Linked DNA regions of Mus musculus: all the other regions are linked to region 2. Evidence: chromatin contacts called from public HiChIP or PLAC-seq data. All regions are on one chromosome and are shown on one strand. Each heading gives the region's core, a stretch centred on a gene start, on an enhancer-like site or on the middle of the called end of the contact. The rest is flanking DNA. Distances are from core to core; before and after follow the strand shown.

The links. HiChIP or PLAC-seq counts read pairs in DNA pulled down with a chosen protein or histone mark.
Region 1: an H3K4me3 HiChIP or PLAC-seq map of neural progenitor cells shows a contact between it and region 2, with 22 times the contacts expected there. The contact joins the enhancer-like site here to the promoter of Large1 in region 2. A contact is called at or near these places in 11 of 39 promoter capture datasets (the 3T3-L1 cell line, 3T3-L1-derived adipocytes, the HPC-7 cell line and 5 more), 2 of 484 Hi-C or Micro-C datasets (myocytes and nephron progenitors), 18 of 115 datasets of contacts at active chromatin or transcription factors (astrocytes, bone marrow-derived macrophages, embryonic forebrain and 9 more) and 1 of 9 other capture datasets (embryonic stem cells).
Region 3: an H3K4me3 HiChIP or PLAC-seq map of neural progenitor cells shows a contact between it and region 2, with 7 times the contacts expected there. The contact joins the enhancer-like site here to the promoter of Large1 in region 2. A contact is called at or near these places in 8 of 39 promoter capture datasets (the 3T3-L1 cell line, embryonic stem cells, hippocampal neurons and 2 more), 1 of 484 Hi-C or Micro-C datasets (nephron progenitors), 7 of 115 datasets of contacts at active chromatin or transcription factors (VIP interneurons, embryonic forebrain, embryonic stem cells and 3 more) and 1 of 9 other capture datasets (embryonic stem cells).

The regions. Positions count from the first base shown.
Region 1 is chr8:72,953,727-72,956,679 of GRCm38.p6, reverse strand. All of the region lies in intron 6 of Large1 (LARGE xylosyl- and glucuronyltransferase 1), which reads left to right. Among named protein-coding and RNA genes, the nearest start is that of Mir28b, 61 kb to the left of the region's middle. Within about 2 kb of position 1,444, at least 7 of the 459 cell types and tissues checked have an H3K27ac peak or open chromatin away from gene starts, as enhancers often do. A contact at or near this core is called in neural progenitor cells, where this site is marked.
Region 2 is chr8:73,351,837-73,354,844 of GRCm38.p6, reverse strand. It overlaps Large1 (LARGE xylosyl- and glucuronyltransferase 1), which reads left to right and starts at 1,305. Exons shown (of 15, transcript NM_010687.2): 1 at 1,305-2,379.
Region 3 is chr8:72,918,054-72,921,265 of GRCm38.p6, reverse strand. The region is part of intron 6 of Large1 (LARGE xylosyl- and glucuronyltransferase 1); the gene reads left to right. Among named protein-coding and RNA genes, the nearest start is that of Mir28b, 97 kb to the left of the region's middle. Within about 2 kb of position 1,800, at least 18 of the 459 cell types and tissues checked have an H3K27ac peak or open chromatin away from gene starts, as enhancers often do. A contact at or near this core is called in VIP interneurons, neural progenitor cells and stem cell-derived neural progenitor cells, where this site is marked.

The DNA.
Region 1 (2,953 bases), core at 195-2,694, 400 kb after region 2:
CTCTGCTATCTTCATCAGTGACTTCTCCCTTGAACAGAATTGCTTTGAGATTGCAGATGAGCAAGCTGTGTTTTGGGTGCAGGAGCTTAGCTGGCTTGCTGACAGCTAAGTTTTCCCTTGGGGACATAAGACATCAACAAAGCCAGAGCACCCTGTGCATCTTACATGGTCTTTATTTTCCTGCTCTGTTCAATTGGTGTCCTCCTGTGAGCACAAGTGAATAACAAGAACGTTTCCCAAATAGTGATTACTTTAGACTGAAGGGATTTAGTCCTAACAGTGTCATTTTAGCTTGTCAGTAGGCAGGTGGAAGTGGATGTTGTGAAGTTTAAAGCTCTGGAATGGGGTACAAGATGACACTGTATCAAGTACATTGTAACTAAGCCACCTCTCTAGCTTTGTTGCCTTTTAGAGGACTAAAAGCAGCAGCCAGCAACACATGTCTTAGCAAAAGAGATTATTCCACTCCAGTGACCCTGAAGTTTCTCTGAAACCTGTGTGTTTGTGATATTGTGATCTTTGAGAAATCAGGCCATTTTTACCTCCACATCTAAAGTTGAGAAATAATTTGCAGAAAGCTATTAAGGCATTAGTTCAAATTGTGGGCTGATAGCATATCAGCCACACATTTCTACAAAGGAGTATGAATAGAGAAAAAAATTAATAGTACTTTTTAACCCTAAAAAGTGGCTGCCTTTTCCTTCTAACCTACTTTTCACTATTTGTCAAATATTTTCTAACTCTTTGCATGTACTTGGAAATATTTTTGTAGGGCTGGGATAAAAATAAGATACTATGGGTAAAATTTCAAACTTTTAAAGTTGAGTCTAATCATCTTGGTTTGCCTGGAACGTCCCCTATTGTACCATGAAAAGCCTTGTGACCAGGAATCTACTAGTTCCCAGAGAGGAATAGAGTTGGTCTTTTAACTATTCAAAAATAATTCTTCTAGGAACTTGGGAGATGAGTCAATCCAGGAAACCTGTCTTTGTCCTTAGTACCCAGAACCCACATGAAAAAAATACTAAGTCTGATAACACATATTTGTAATTTCAGCCCTGAAAACATGGAACTGAATCAAAATGAAATCCTGGGTTGTGTGGGGTTTTCCAGGAAGAGCAGAGACAAGGACTCAGAGAGAGCCCTGGTCTCTGTCTAGAGAAGTCCTCGTGGATGAGGTAGGACTCAGCAGAGCAGTGTTTTGGAAAAGTGAGAAAATTGTTCAGAGCCATTCTGGCAACAGCATATAATCCACAGACCTTCAATTATGCCAGCCTTATTGGGCCCATGAGTAATTTGTATGATTGTTGCCAGAGAGGAGAACTTAAAGCAGAAGAAGCAGCTTCTAAAGTATTACAGAGCCCTCTTCCTGTCCTTTTATATCCTAGTGCATGGGACAGAAAACAGACTACCCCTCTATTCCAATAAATATTCACTGGGAGGTTATGTGGGCAGGTTGAACCCAAGCCAGTGAGTCTAGGCTTGGAGCCATCAGTAAGAAAGGATCTAGTTTCCTTCCGTCCGTCCATTAATAATACTGTGCTTTCTAATTAATGAAACACAGCTCCTAGGACATGGAATAGCAGGAAGATTTATCACGCACTGATACAAATTGGAAGAAAAATATAAGTTAGAGTTAGATACCGAAGGAGACTCATACAAAAGAGATTTTCCTGAGACTTTTCAGGGGACAGATATGGGGAATGTAAGGGAGCCAACTGTGTAGTCCACAACGCCTGAGTTTGAGTCCCAGCTCTGCCTCCTGGTAGCTACATGACTTTAGACCAGCAGCTTATGCTTTCACCTTTAGTTTCCTCATCTGTCCAATAGGAACTAAGGTAGACATCTCAGACCTGCTTTAAAAAGTTGATAAAAGTATGCAACTATTTCCTGGAAGCATTCAATTAATATGATGGGTTTTTATCCTTTACTTTTTTTTATTAGCTATTATCTTCATTTACATTTCAAATGCTATCCCCAAAGCCCCCTATACCCTCCCCCCACCTTGCTCTCCAACCCATCCACTTGCAGTATCTGGCCCTGGCATTCCCCTGTACTGGGGCATATGATCTTCACAATGCCAAGGGCCTCTCCTCCCATTAATGGGCAACTAGGCCATCCTCTGCTACCTATGCAACTAGATTGACTAGGTTTTGACTCATCTTGGAATTCAAGAATGCAGAATATGCTACTTTCAAAATGTGACTGGTAAATATTGAGGTGTTTAGAGATTTTTTTATTGGTTGACTTTCAGTGACAGCCTACTAAAAATCTTGACTATTTAGGAGGTGAAAGTTTTCAGATGTGGTTTCCTTGGAATCTTCAACAAAGACATACACATTTAATGAAAGGGTTACAAAATAATAACAATAATAATAATGATGATGACGATGATACAGAGAATGGGATCTTGATATTAGGGCACTAACCAATATCACATTTTAGAAACTGTTTGATACCATTCAGTAGTACTAGTCCAGACATTGCCTGAAAGATACATGTGTTTTGTTTGTTTGCTCGTTTGTTTGTAGGTTTCTTCTACAGAATCTAGCAAGACTACCCATATAGGTGCACATGTAGATCACCCTTCAAAAAATAATGATAACAGGAGATACTAGAATCAGGAGCCCCTTTTCTGTCCAATAAAAGTTCAGCTTCACGGCCATGGACTGATGGACTTAAAGAGTTTAAACTTGAACCTTAAGTACTTATCTTACAGATGTGTTAGAGCCAAGAGCACTGTGCACCTTATAGCCTTCGACTCATGTAGCATTAAAATTATCCAGAGAGCAAATGTCAAGTAATGAAGTCTGGGTTACTCCCAATCTGTGTCATTAATTGCCTTTTGGAACCAGAACCTTTGCATCTGACAATAAAATTGATGAATGAAGTATTGCAAAGTTGCAAGTGCTATGCAGAATTCATTACAGGTGATGGTATGTTCCAGAGGACA
Region 2 (3,008 bases), core at 56-2,555:
CTGAGGGAGAGCCCCTGCTGGTGGTAAAAGGGGTCCTGGCTTCTAGAGAACGCAGGGAAGCCGAGAGTGTCGAGCAGGTCAAAGGACGGTCCAAGGGTGTAGGTATCAAGGCCAGAGCTGGGGATGAGGGATGGGATCAGAGAGGAGCTGGATCTTCGAATGCGAGATTAGAGTGATGCTCCACCTCGGGTAAGATAGTCAGCTCAGAGTCCCGAGATAGGAAGCCCTTTCTAAGGCATCCCACCTCTCTCCATCCTCCCCAGCCATTAAAAGACAGTGGGTGGGCTGCCGGAGGAGATAAGCGCAGGGGAAGACAGAGATTCAGTGGCTCCTACGGATTGGGGGAGGTGGGGACTCTGGGGGAAGGGGCCCCCAGAAGCCAAGGGACCTAGTTGAGGAAAAAACCCGGAAGCTGGATCGCAGTTTCGGAGCTCCGTCTTCCAGTGGGAGTAGACCGTCCGCTCTGGTCCTCTTTCTCACCCAGGCTCTGCTTCAGCCTCAAGGGAGGGTATTCTCCCAAGGGACATCCCATCCCCTTTACTATAACCAAATCTTTCCGCTCCTTCCGCAGTCCGGGCGGACTCTCCGCATCCTCACCTTCCTCATCAACATCCGGAGGCTTAGATGTCCCTTTAGTGGACGTTGAAAGCGGGGCTCTGAGCAAGAGTAAAATTAGAAAGGAGGTGCATCTATGCGTGTATATATGGACACAAAAATGTAGTTTCCTCTGGTGAGGGGGACCAGAGTCTTGCACAGGATTCTTGGATCCAGAATCCAAGCAAGATGATGTCAAACCGCTCAAATCGGGCCTCTTCACAGCTCTGGCTGCCCCATGACCGGTCAACCTAGGGGAGAGCCGCGTTCCCAACCGAAGGAAAAGCAGGGTAAACTTCCTACTTCCCCCCAAACCGTTATTTTGTAAAAGGAGTGGCACGGTGACCCACCCTGCTCGCAAACCGGAAGCAACAATTGCGAACTCAACCCGCCTCTCTTCACTCTCTTTCATCCAAATCTGGGGTAGCCGGAGTCCGGGAAAGAAGGGCGGGGAGCTCCAGCTAGCACCCTTTTCCCGAGACCCGGCCCGGGCTCCGGGCTCCGGGTGTTTCATCCGCCTGCGTTCCAATGAACCAAGGAGCGGAGGGAGGCGCTTGGTCGTAGGCGTAGCCTAGGCAGGGCGGGCACTAGAGACGCACATTCCTGGCGCTACCCATTGGCTGTCCATGCGATCACGGGGAGGAGGCGTGGCCCCGAGGCGGGCTCCGGTCCCGCCCCCGCTCGGAACCCAGCCCAGGATCGCGGTCCTTCCCCCTCGCCCCCCAGCTGCACAGACATGACACAGACACACAGTCACTGCAGCTGCCGAACGAGCCCGACGCTCTAAGCACGCGGCGGCGGCTGGACTAGCCTGGAGCTCCAACACCAGCGCCCGCCAGCGCGCTCCCACGCCGGTCCCCGCACAGCGATTCTCTCCCGGCCCCGCGCGGGAAGCGGGGATCGCGCGCCTGTCCGTTCGCGGCTCCAGGCTGCCCACAGCGTCTGCAGCGGACGAGCGGCTCCAAACCTGAGCGCTCCGGGAAGCCGGCGCGTCTCCAAGGTGGCGGCGGGGGCTGCCCGCCCGGGCTCCCCGCACCCATCGGGCTGCGTCCCGCTCGCGGCGCCCCGGCGGCCGTGACCTTCCAAGGAGCATCTATCCCGGCCCCGCGCCCCCGGTCCCGCGCCCCAGGCCCGGGCGAGGCCCTCTTCAGCGCCCGCTTCTCGCGGAGCCGCGGGCGGGCGGCGCAGGCCCGGGGGGTGGGGGGGAGGGTCACCGCAAGCAGCTACGGTCGGTCCCAGTGCTCGTTCGCCACGCTGGTCTCTCGGTCCGGCTGAGCTGCCTCCAGCCTCCTGCCTCCTGCCTCGCCTCTTCTCCGTGGCTGGGGCTGCCGGTGTACTTGCCTGGCCGGGCCGGTTGCGGGCAGGCCCTGCCCTGAAGGGGTTAAGCGGTCAGGGGCGCGGAAGGTGAAGCCGGCAGAGCTGCGGCTCCCCGTTTCTTCCTGGCGCTGGTTTCCCGGATCCAACCCAGGGCGGCCCCCAGGCCCTTGCCCATGCGAGGCGCCCAGGGCTTGGAAGAGTCCTTCTGGCGTAGAGCAGCTCTCGGCAGCCGCCTCGGAGGAGGAGAAAGAAGGGAGAGTGCTCAGTCCCGGCAAGGCGGACCTTTCCTATTGATATTTGGAGCCCAAGGCTGTCCCGAAGTCTGTGCTTGGCACCGTCGGTCGGTCGGGTTAGAACAGCTCCAGCTGGGATCTCCACCAGGACCCACTGCACTTAGTAGGCGTCAGTGGCACCACGCGGTTCAGCTCTTTCGGAGTGTACCTCTGCCTGGATGTAGTCAAGGCCAAGGTAAGAGCCCTGATGTGCGAGAGAACCATCGTGGGAACGCTTTAGTGAGCAATGCTGGACAACTTATCCAAACCTGTGGCTGGTACCCGGTGTGCTTAGGATGCTAGTAAAAAGGATGGGCACACCGTTTCTGACTTGGCTTTGAGTCCCGGAAAAGCAGGAGGTGGAAGACCCCAATCTCTAGTGTCCCCAGGATCTGTCTCAGGGCCTGACATGCTCTTAGGTGTACAAGATATTGATAGGCAAGAGCGAGTTGGTGTGTGTGTGTAGGGGGCAGGTTCTTAGTAACACCTGGAGGTATTGTTTTCCCGCCACCCTGGGACCCTTCCTGCTTTTCTTCGACGTTCACCTGCCTTTTATGATGGGATGCCCAGAGAACTTTCCAATAGGTTGAAAAGAGGCCGGGTTGGGTGTATGCATCCACATTTTCCAAAAGCTCTTTAGGATAAAGTGGTTGGATGGCATGGATACCCGTGAGGGGGAGTCCCAACCAACATACCTGGTCTGTCCTGTTACACTAAACTTCTTGTAGTCATCAGTGTCTACTCAGAGCTTCCTGTAAATGTCATTGCTTCTGGAGGTTGGAATGATAAGTATGTTTATCATGAAGTTATACTGTTCATCGCCTT
Region 3 (3,212 bases), core at 551-3,050, 430 kb after region 2:
ATGTTCCTGTTGTAGTAAGTATTGGAAGGGTGGTTGACAATGATGTTCCTGGTGTGGCAGGACTCTGATGATTATCTTTGTGCTATATTTTCCTGTATCTCTGTGTGTATATGGTTCAGGATCTGCAGGTCTGTTATGGTTCAGGAGCCTCAGATCTGATCCAGGTAGGGAGAGAGGTAGCATTGAATGGAGGTCCACCTGGGCTAGTAGGCTACTCAGGGCAGCTTGGTGTGCCCAGAGGGCTCAGAGAGCAAGGAAGATGAATGGGCTAAAGGACTCAAGCTTTAGCAGGTCTTATGAAGGGAGGAGGAAAGGCGGTAGGAGAATTTAATAGCAAGCTGTTCAGGATAGCTTGGTTTGCCCTAGAGGACTCAACAAACAGGGCGAAGGGAAGCTTACCTGTATGGTTCAAATGTCTGCTGAAAGTAGGCTAAGAGGTAGGGGAAAGAATGGAGAATCAATTTCTTCATTCTTTACATTTGAAAAAAAAACTCCATCTTGTCTATATACCACATTTTCTTTGTATATTCATCTCTTGGTGGACATACAGGCTGATTTAATCATAGAGTAATTGTGAGTAGTGCTGTAAACATGGATATTCAGGTATTTCTCTGGTTTGCTCTCTACATGTCTTCTCTCATATGTGAAACCAAGGTTGGATGGATAGATAATGTCTCAGTTAGGGTTTTACTGCTGTGTACAGATACCATGGCCAAGACAGCTCTTAAAAGGACAACATTTAGTTGGGGCTGGCTTACAGGTTCAGAGGTTCAGTCCATTATTACCAAGGCTGGAGCATTGCAGTGTCCAGGCAGGCATGGTACAGGAAGAGCTGATAGTTCTATGTCTTCATCTGATGTCTGCTACCAGAATACTGGCTTCCAGGCAGCTAGGATGAGGGTCTTAAATATCACACCCACAGTGACACACCTATTCTAACAAGGCCACACCTCTAATAGTGCCACTCCCTGTGCCGAGCATATACAGACCATCACAGACACAGATAGATAGATAGATAGATAGATAGATAGATAGATAGATAGATAGATAGATAGATAGATAGGATGAGCAAGATAGAGAATGAAAAAGGAAGTGAGCCCTGTGGAAAAAAGAAAAAAATGAGCAAAGATGAAAAAGAGGGACAGGAGAGGGTAGTAGAGGGTGAATGAATATGGTCAACATACATGATATACTTTTATTAAAATATCTTTATGAAACTTTTCACTTTCTACAACAAATCTGTGATAATAACATTAATTCATTAATTAATTAGTGCATATATCCATCCCTCTGTCTTTGCCATAGTCATGTTTCCTTCCTTACAGAACAGTTGCTTAGCCTCACCTTCCTGTGTGCTATAAGTAGCAGAATAACTCTCTGATCCTCCTTCCTCACTTCCCTCTCACCCCCTAACCTAACATCAGGAATTCTGCAGGGGCCAGTAAGTGAAGAGGGAGACAAGGGAGTTTCTGGCCTGGAGCCATCCATCTGCTGGCTGACACCAACAGCAAAGCTCCATCAGTATAGCAAGCTTGTTTGCTCTTGTCTGGTTGTTAATGTTGATATATGAATAAGCAAGAAGACAGCTTCATTTCCATAAGTTAGAGTATGCGTAGAGTACAGAAGACTGAGAACAGCAAAGTTAATCATAACCACAGGGCTAGCAAAAAACAATGGCAAAGCCTTTCTGTTAGTCACAGTGCTTTATGTTAATTTCTTTGGAGATGAAGCAGGCACTGCAGAATTCTGAGTGTGTCAAGAGAGCTGTATAAGCCTACGGCATTCCCCAGAGGACTCCCAGGGAATTCACTTCTTGATGGCATGGCAGACCATTGAGCTATTTATATAAACAAGGTCAGCTCTTTGGACTGAGACATCTGGAGGCCAGGGTGTTGTTGCCATTCAGTCCTGAGCTGGGATGCATGGCTCACTTACCCAGACTCCAGGCAGCAGAAGGAACTTCTGTTCTAGATGGATGTTAATGAACAGTACTTAGCAGAAGAGTTACTGAGGAAGCTGGGATCTGTGAGGTTTGCATGTGAGGGGAGGGGGTGTTTGGGAGGGGTCATGATAGATAGATTCAGGGAAGAAATTGAGTGCCAGACAGGTCTCCCCAACACTTCACACAGAATCAATTACTCTATGCTCGGCATTCCTCCAACTTATCACAGCTTTTGTCACTAGAGTGCCACACTGCTTCATAACTGTTTATCTTTCTCCTTGTCTAACAGCCTCTGCATCAAGGACTGTGTTTTATTTATATTTAATTTCTTTGTATTTTGTGTGGTATCTGACACCAAGCAAATCCTTAACAAATAAAAGCCTGAGCCAGTGCTTCAGCAAACCAAGAGCCATAGCAGCTGGGGAAGGGAGGAAATGGAGGAGATTAACAGTCTGGACACATAGAGCAGCAGAGACCACCAGGGGGCTTTTATAATGATACCACCAGATGCCCAAGGGGATTTTTTGCTATCTATATATATGTGAATGTTTGCTTGTATGTATATATATATATGCACCATGTACATACAGTACTGGCAGAAACTGGAAGAAGACATTAGAACTCCTGGAACTGGAGTGACAGATGTTTGTGAGCCACCATGTGGGTGTTGGGATTTAACCACCAGCCATCTCTCTCAACCCTCTCTTGAGATTCTTCTGAGTGGTGTGATCTGAATTAACATGAATAATTCTGACATATTTACTTCATGACTCTTCACAGATGACTAAAGAAGGAAACACAGATAGGTTAAGAAACTTCCCTAGTCACACATCTGGGAAATAGAAAAAGCACAGTTTGAATCATTACAATATTTTCGTGTCTATTTTCTTCTCTTATCTGGGTTCAAGAAGTATAGTTCTTGAAGCTAGAGAGGTGGTTCAGTGACTAAGAGCATGAATTCTTTTTCCAGAGGACCTGTGTTTAATTCCCCATACCCACACAATAGCTCTCAGTCAACTATATCTCCAGTCTCCGGAAATATAACAGTTTTCTGGCCCCTGGGAGCATCAGGCATACATATATTATATCTACATACCATGTATACAGATAATTCTACAGACATGCATGTACACTAAAACACCCTTATATTTTAAAAAAGAAAATGCATTTAGTACTGGAGTACGTCACTGGATTCTGCTAGTTTGTGAGCTGGATGTAGACACTACCATATAAGCTAATTGTATCTCAGGCCCTGCAATGTCTTAGGCCC